2 separate regions of the Anas platyrhynchos genome follow, and region 1 is linked to region 2. The links are chromatin contacts, called in public Hi-C maps. All regions are on one chromosome and are shown on one strand. The core of a region is the stretch at or near the end of the contact, and the rest is flanking DNA. Distances in the headings are between cores, read along the strand shown. Region 1 holds the start of PPP6R3 (protein phosphatase 6 regulatory subunit 3). Region 2 holds the start of AP2A2 (adaptor related protein complex 2 subunit alpha 2).

What was found. Hi-C and Micro-C count contacts between places; a contact is called where the count stands out from the background.
Region 1: a Hi-C map of liver shows a contact between it and region 2, with 5 times the contacts expected there. The contact joins the promoter of PPP6R3 here to the promoter of AP2A2 in region 2. A contact is called at or near these places in 3 of 8 Hi-C or Micro-C datasets (liver, skeletal muscle and subcutaneous adipose tissue).

The regions. Positions count from the first base shown.
Region 1 is chr5:47,039,273-47,042,945 of IASCAAS_PekinDuck_T2T, forward strand. PPP6R3 (protein phosphatase 6 regulatory subunit 3) reads left to right here and starts at 2,418. Exons shown (of 23, transcript XM_072038968.1): 1 at 2,418-2,553. TRNAA-AGC (transfer RNA alanine (anticodon AGC)) reads right to left here and starts at 1,855; the gene lies at 1,783-1,855.
Region 2 is chr5:46,884,737-46,888,070 of IASCAAS_PekinDuck_T2T, forward strand. AP2A2 (adaptor related protein complex 2 subunit alpha 2) reads left to right here and starts at 2,008. Exons shown (of 23, transcript XM_027459677.3): 1 at 2,008-2,219. The coding sequence starts at 2,153. It overlaps CHID1 (chitinase domain containing 1), which reads right to left and starts at 1,796. Exons shown (of 13, transcript XM_072038957.1): 1 at 1,660-1,796.

The sequences.
Region 1 (3,673 bases), core at 1,168-3,667, 150 kb after region 2:
TTATACTTAGGAGAGCTATACTGCATAGTAGCAATTTACAAATGTTTTATACTCGAACAGCTACTCCCTTCTCTGGGTAATACCTCTAGTGCTTGCTAAAGGTTTTGACCTCACCATCCTTTTAACAATCTAGTTGCTCATCCTAAGGATACCATTTAACATTGTAGTCTCATTTATCCATTATTTATACCTGTAAACCATTCCAGACTACTGTCTCCCTGCTCATTTTCCTGTGCAGAGTCTTTCCCACAGACTTTCATCAACAACTGAAAATACAACAAGCACTGCCTCCCTTTATATAGGGAAATCTCTGTTGTATTCTGTACAGATACTCCCTGCTAGAATAAAAAAGTGTCATAGAATCATTTAGGTTGGAAGAGAGTTCCAAGATCACCTAGTCCAACCTATGACCTAACACTAACATGACACAGACAAACAAACGAAACAGATACAGTGAAAGAAGAGAGAAAGGACACAGCTAAAAAGTGGAACAGTCTATAGAGCCTTCTGGGCTGAGCATCAGCTGAAATAATGAATGAAGAAACAACGTCCCATTTCACATTGATGGTCTTGAGGATGCATTTTTTTTTACTTACTTATTTATTTCTTTTACTAAAATAAATATGCTTGCATGAAAAAGAAAACAAAACCAGGCTCTATGCCCAGAGGCCTAACTGCACAATTCTATGGCTCAGCAAGTGCATTTCATGCTGCTGTGTTTTGACCATATGTTAGTGACACATTAAGATCACATGTATCTGTAATTACTGAGGCTGTACTGACTTATTCAGGCAGAGTAAGATGCTCGTGTGCCTGACCCAGCAGTCACTAATCTCTTTCTAATAGAAGCAAACCACCAACCCTACAGCTTGGATAGGGCTTCTGGTCGCGGAGGTTTTGTAAAATAAGGATGTACCACTATATGCCGAAGAGTAAAATGAGCAAGGGTGGCTCCTCGCAGTGTAAAGCACGTTGTGACTCAATCCTTGGGAGAACCCCTGAAGCCTACAGAAAGCACAGCAAACTGTTGCCAGAAGTTGATGAACTGGTAGGAAAGATGTAGGAACGAGAAGAAAGCTGACGCTGCGTCCAGCCCTTTATGCAACTGGAATTATGAAACCAAGTACCTGAGCAGCTGGCAAGAGTTTCTGCTGCATGAGTGTGTGTCTGAAGTGCAAAGGTCAGGGCACGTGAGCCTGTTTGCAGCTATTATGTGTATGCCATTACAACAAATCTGCTGGCTCCCTTTTCCTTGGAAGCAAGCATCTTCACCTGGCTTTCACAGGTGTATTATAAACCACGGCTCCCTGCCTCCGTTCAGAGAAAGCACATGCTAATGGAAGCACTCTTTTATTCTTTTTTTTTTGCCCCCAGAAGTATCACCAGAGGCAAAGGTGCCCCAGAGGGGTGCCATGCCAGGGCCTTTGGGAAATGGGAGGGCTGCCCAGGGGGGTGAGGGGACAGCAGTGGTCACCAGCAGCCTGGCCAGAGGCGGTGTGAGGCTGTGAGGGAAGGCGGCAGGCGCCCTGGCTGGGTCTGTGCCTCAGAGACAGCATTTGGGGCTTTTCTCTGGTAAAAAGTCTGTCAGGGCACAGGGCAGGAAACTGCGGCGGGCCCAGGGGGTGAGATGTGGTTTGTAGGGTCGGGCTCAGCTCCCTGATCCCCCTTTCTCCCCTATTTTTACACCTTTTTACACTTTGATTTATTTCGTTGTGCTTTGGTAAAACACGCCTCAAACGTTGGGCGAAATTCACCCAGTTCCGGGTAAGAAAACAAATCCGCTGGAGAATGCGGGCATCGATCCCGCTACCTCTCGCATGCTAAGCGAGCGCTCTACCATTTGAGCTAATTCCCCGTGCTGCCGCCGCTCCCTGCCCGCCCTCCCCACACGGCCTCGCCCCCCCCCCCCCCCCCCCCCCCCCCCCGGGCTTGTTGTCAGGCAGTTTGGCGCCCGTGCGGCGCGCGCCGGGGGCGTGGCTCCGCGCGCCGGCCAATGGCGAGCCGCGGGGGGCAAGGCCAAAGGGAGAGCGCCAGCGCAGGCGCCCGCCCCTCCCGCTGTGGCCCTCCCGCCGGGTCCCCGCAGCTCAGCTCCGGATTGGACGGAGGGGGCTTTTTATTTTTTTTAAAAAGAGGCATCCGCTCTCCTGATTGGTCGAAGGGAACGCCTGTCATTTCGACGTCACCGTGTTGCTAAGCGGGGAAGGTGGGAAGCGAGGCGCGCCCGCCCCGTGCGCTGACTGGCTGACAACAACCCGAGAGCCCGCCCCCGCACCCCGTCCCACCCCGTCACAGCGCCGCGAGCGAGCGACTGACACCCGCGAATCCCCCAATCAGCGACGGCGCCTCGGCCGCTGCCCAATAGCAACGGCGCGTGGGGCGGCGGGGGGCGGTGCCGGGGCGGGATGATTGGCAGGCGGGGCGGAGGGAGGGGGGGGGCTGGCAGGAGCTGCTATGCCCGCCATCTTGGAGCGGCGGTGATGGTGGCGAGCGGAGCCCTGCCCGCCTGAGCGGAGCCAGCCGGGGCCGTGAGGCGGCGGGACGCGCCTCGCCGAGGTACGGCGGCTCCGCGGCTCCCTCCCGCCTCCCTCCCGCTCCCCTCGGGGAGCCGCCGCCTCGCTGCTGCCTCTCCCGCGCCTGCCCGGGCCTGGCGCCTGCCCCGCTCCGGCACAGGGGGGCTGCGGGCGCCCCTCAGGCAGCGCCGGGCTCGCCTCAGGCCGCGGGCCTCGGGCGGGCCCCGCCGCGCGCTCGGAGCCCAGGCCGGGCCTGGCGGGCCGAGGCCGGGGGGTGCCGCGGGCCTGGGCGCGGCGGGGAGGGCCCGGGCCGCGCCGGGGGGAGCGGTGCCTGCCCGCCGCCACGGGCTGCCTCAGCGGCACCTCCGGGGGTGGTGCCGGGGGCCGGCCGGGTTCCCCCCGCGGCTCTGGAGGGGGCGAAGGGGCCCCCAGCAGCGGGGGAGGTGCGCGGTGCCCCCCTGCAGCCCCTCGTCCCGCTGCTGTTGCTGCACAACTTTACTCGCGCTTCGCTGCTGGCTCTCGGTGCTGACACAGAAGCGCCTCCCTGGTACCTGCCTGCGCTTTCCTTCTCTAAACTCAGCTGCTACAGATTCCTGTAAACATATTGTGTAGTTACTGTTTTTTTTTCTCTCTCTTTTTTTTTTTTTTTTGTTGGCACCTTTTTCAAAATCAGAATTTATTAAGACTGTGGCAGTGTTTGGGGAAGCTTTAACTGCTGTTCAGTGCCTCTGGCAAAATCTGACTTTGACCCAGCCAGTTCTGGTGTTTTTTGTTTTACTTCAATGGCTAAAATGAACCTGCCGCTTCTCCTGTTCTTGTGTTACTTTAATGGTTAAAATCTTCTGTAAGCACGAGAGGGGGTTAGTGTTGTGTCTGGTGTCTCTGTGACATAAATACAGGTGGGAGGAAAGTCAGGATCTGCCCTGTCAGGACAAATGTTATTTAAGTAGCAACGCACCTATTCAAAGTTTCCTGTTGTTCTAATTTAGGAAAAGTCTTGTGAGTGGAAGAATACAGAAAACTTAGGGGTGGTCTAAAAGCTCTAGGAGATCTTCCTTGAAACACGTTGGCAACTTAAAAGTGAAAGGTTGTATCACTTGTTGCTTGTAGCAATACTATTTATAAAGTGTAATTCAGTAAAAGGAGTCTAAATGTACTCTAAG
Region 2 (3,334 bases), core at 758-3,257:
TACTGAGTCAGTTAAAAATGAAATAGTTATAACACTAAAGAGCTCCACGTAGGTTTTCTATTTGAATATTTACTCCCCTTCTGAAACAGAATTTACAACCCATAACGTGATTGGTACTGCCACAGCTATTCCACTAGCTGTATTTAAGTTCCTTCTTAAAAGGTTGCTTAAGTGTACCTGCACATCTTACAGCTGCAGTGTTGACTGGAATGCAGCCAGACAGAACTGATATACATAGCCTTTAAGTGTCACTCTGCTCTCAAGAGTAGAAATTAGTTCAACATCTTATTTTGTTTAACTCTAATATTTGTTTGTTTGTTTGTTTGTTTTTCAGAAAAAAGGAATTCCTATGTAGTGAAATCTTAAGTTTTCAGCTTTGAAGGTAAATGGAAATTATAGTTAAACATCAGTATTTGATTATAAAACTCTGAAAAAGCACAATTTTCTTCATCTAAACTTCCTTATCCAGAGCAGCTGCATTGTGCACAATTGCCACTAGCTGCACTTGGTCTACTATGCCCAGGGAGGAAAGGACACATTCCTGACTACCAGATGCTATCATTTTCTCTTTCTAATAAATATCCAACTGAAAAGCACTGGTGTAAAAATGTATCCTGAAAACATGCAGAAAAGACACTTGAGAGGTGACCTGGCTGAAGTGTGCCACCACTATCTGAAAAAGAGTATCAAGTATTGCATAGCTCTCTATTTATGAGAGAAAAATATATCATTAACTTATGGGCACTGAAGCTTGATAAATTTAAGTAAGATGCGAGCTTTAAATGAGGAGCATTAACCATGGGAACAAACTACCCAGAGAAACAGTACATTTGGTACCTTTTGATGATGTCAGATCAAAACTATGCCTTTCTGGACAACGGACTGTGACTAAAATCTAGTTTTTGGCTCAATGCAGGGAAGAAAAAAAAAAAAAAAAACACACACACACACACACACAAAAAAAAAAAAAAACACAAAAAAAAAAAAAACACAAAAAACAAAACAAAAACCGTGCAAAATGAAATAGTTTGAAGAATACAAGAAAACAGATTAAATAAATTCCTGAGTGGTCTCCAGTAGTCTTAAATCCCATGATTCTAGAGGTCATTATAACCTGCTAAGTCTACTAATAATTTGTGTTATGACTGAACCTCTCAACACACTGTGGTTTAGGGGGACTAGGCCAGTTTTGACACCCTTTGAATCTATTTTCAACTGGTGAGATTAAATGCTCTGTGCAGTCCAACCTCTTTGGTGTGTTTAAGAAAGTTTAACCTTGAAATGTTTTCCATCTCAGGAGCAGATGTGGCGTGGGACTGTGTTGCTCTGCAGGTTCATGGCCTTCGAGGGAGACATGTGGCTCTGGCCTTGCACACCTGCACGCCCAGGGTAGCATGAATTGCCACGTGTAATGCAGAGCAACTGCACTGCTTACCCCAGGGGGTTGTGACAGGATCTGCATGTACCAGCTCTTCTAACTATGCAAGGCTTGTGATGGAGATCCCATGCACAGCTTTTGGGGCCCATTTTTCGCTGTAGGACTGAGATGCGTCCTGCGTTGGCCCGCGCTGGGGAAACCATGGTCTTACGTATCCTACTGTAAGGAGTCAGTACCTCCCTCTCCACACTTCAGAAATAAGATCCTAGATCAAAACTTACCGCTGAAATCCTACTTCCCTGTCAGATCTGCTGTCCCTCTCCTTCTCTCTCAGAAGCTAACACTCTCTGAGGCAAAACCCACACGCTCCTCCTTCACCCATCACTAAAACCAGCGGGGGCAGGGGGTGAGGCAGGGATTAGGCCGTTCCTGAGGAGACACCGACGCCTCAGCAGAAGGACCCTGCGGCTCCCGCTTACCCCTTACAGGCCGTGCCCCACAAACCAGCCCCCAACACCGGCACCGGGGGTGCCGAGAGGGGCGTGAGGGGGCCGTGAGGGGGACACGGGGAGGGCAGGGCCGGGTCCCCGCCGCCTCCGCCCGCCAGGGGGTGTCCGAGCCTCGCCGCCCGCCGCCCGCCGTGGAGCGGGAGCCATCGCGGCGCCTGCGCGCAGCAGAGGCGGCGGCAGCGGCCTGAGGAGCCCCGCGGGGAGAAGCGGCGGTGGGGTTGCGGTGCTTTGGCGCGGCGCTGGGCGGCCGTGATCGCTCGCCACCATGCCGGCGGTGTCGAAGGGCGATGGGATGCGAGGCTTGGCCGTCTTCATCTCCGATATCCGCAACTGTGAGCGCCGGCCGGGGCGCGGTGGGGCCTGGGTTGGGCAGGGCAGGGCCGTGCCGTGCTGCGCCGGCCGGGCGATCACCGGGTGTTTTGGGGCCGGGGTGTAGGGGGGGGTTCCCTCGTCCTCCCCCCCTCGGCTCCCTTCTCTCCCCCTGGCCGCCGCGCCGGGCCGCCCGCGGCTCTGCCGCCTCACGAAATGGCGACGCGCCCCGGGGGGGCGGCGGGAGATGCGGGGGGGGGAGGAGAGCTCGAGGCGGGCAGCCGAAGGCTTTCTGCTGCGGGTTTGGGGTTAATTCACGGCTCTTTTGGTCTGGCCGGCTTGATTTTGTTTGTGTGGGGGGGTTGTCCCTTTGTTGTGGCCGAGGCCCCGGTGGAAAAGGGGTGCCGGGGGGCTCGGAGCCCGTCGGGGATCCCAAAGGGCGGCGGTGGGCGGCTGGGGCCGGGGTGGGCACCGGCGGTCGCCTCTCAGAGCCGCAGCGGGCTCTCGATGCAAAACGTCCCTGAAGGAAAGCAGGCCTCTGGAAGGCTGGCAGCGAGCAGGGCCTTCGCTGGGTGTGTTTACGCTTGGCTTCAGTCTGCTTTCAAATCCTGTTGTGATAGAAAGCAGCTCCTGGGATCTGCTCGGTTGTAATCGCTGAGGGAGCGTGGCCTGAGGGGGGCCGGGGACCCTCTGCGTAGGGCTGTGGTGCAGAGGGCAGAGAGGAGAAGTGTAGGGCTTGGTGGGGCTGGGGGCTGGCTGCCTTCCTTCCCAGCCCCGGGACCTGCATGAGAGAGCAGTTTAATATTAATCGAAGTCAGAGATCTAAGTGTGTGATGTGGCAAGAATTGCCTGGGGAAGGGCTAAGGTCGCTGTGGTTGGCGTGATGAAACGGCCATATATTTTGTCCACCTGCGCGGCTCCGGATTACCTGAGGCTATTTTAAAAGGAATGTCATCGAGGCTTCGTGTCTGACAGATAAACGTGGATTTGGAGACAATTTAATGTAAAATCATGGCGATCTAGCTAGGCGCATATTAGGATAACCAAACTGGCTTGGAAATGTCTCCACCTTCAGAGGGCTTTGTGGTGATGACTTCAGAATTAATCCAGGAGCAATAGAAAAGACTGGAGAGAAAAG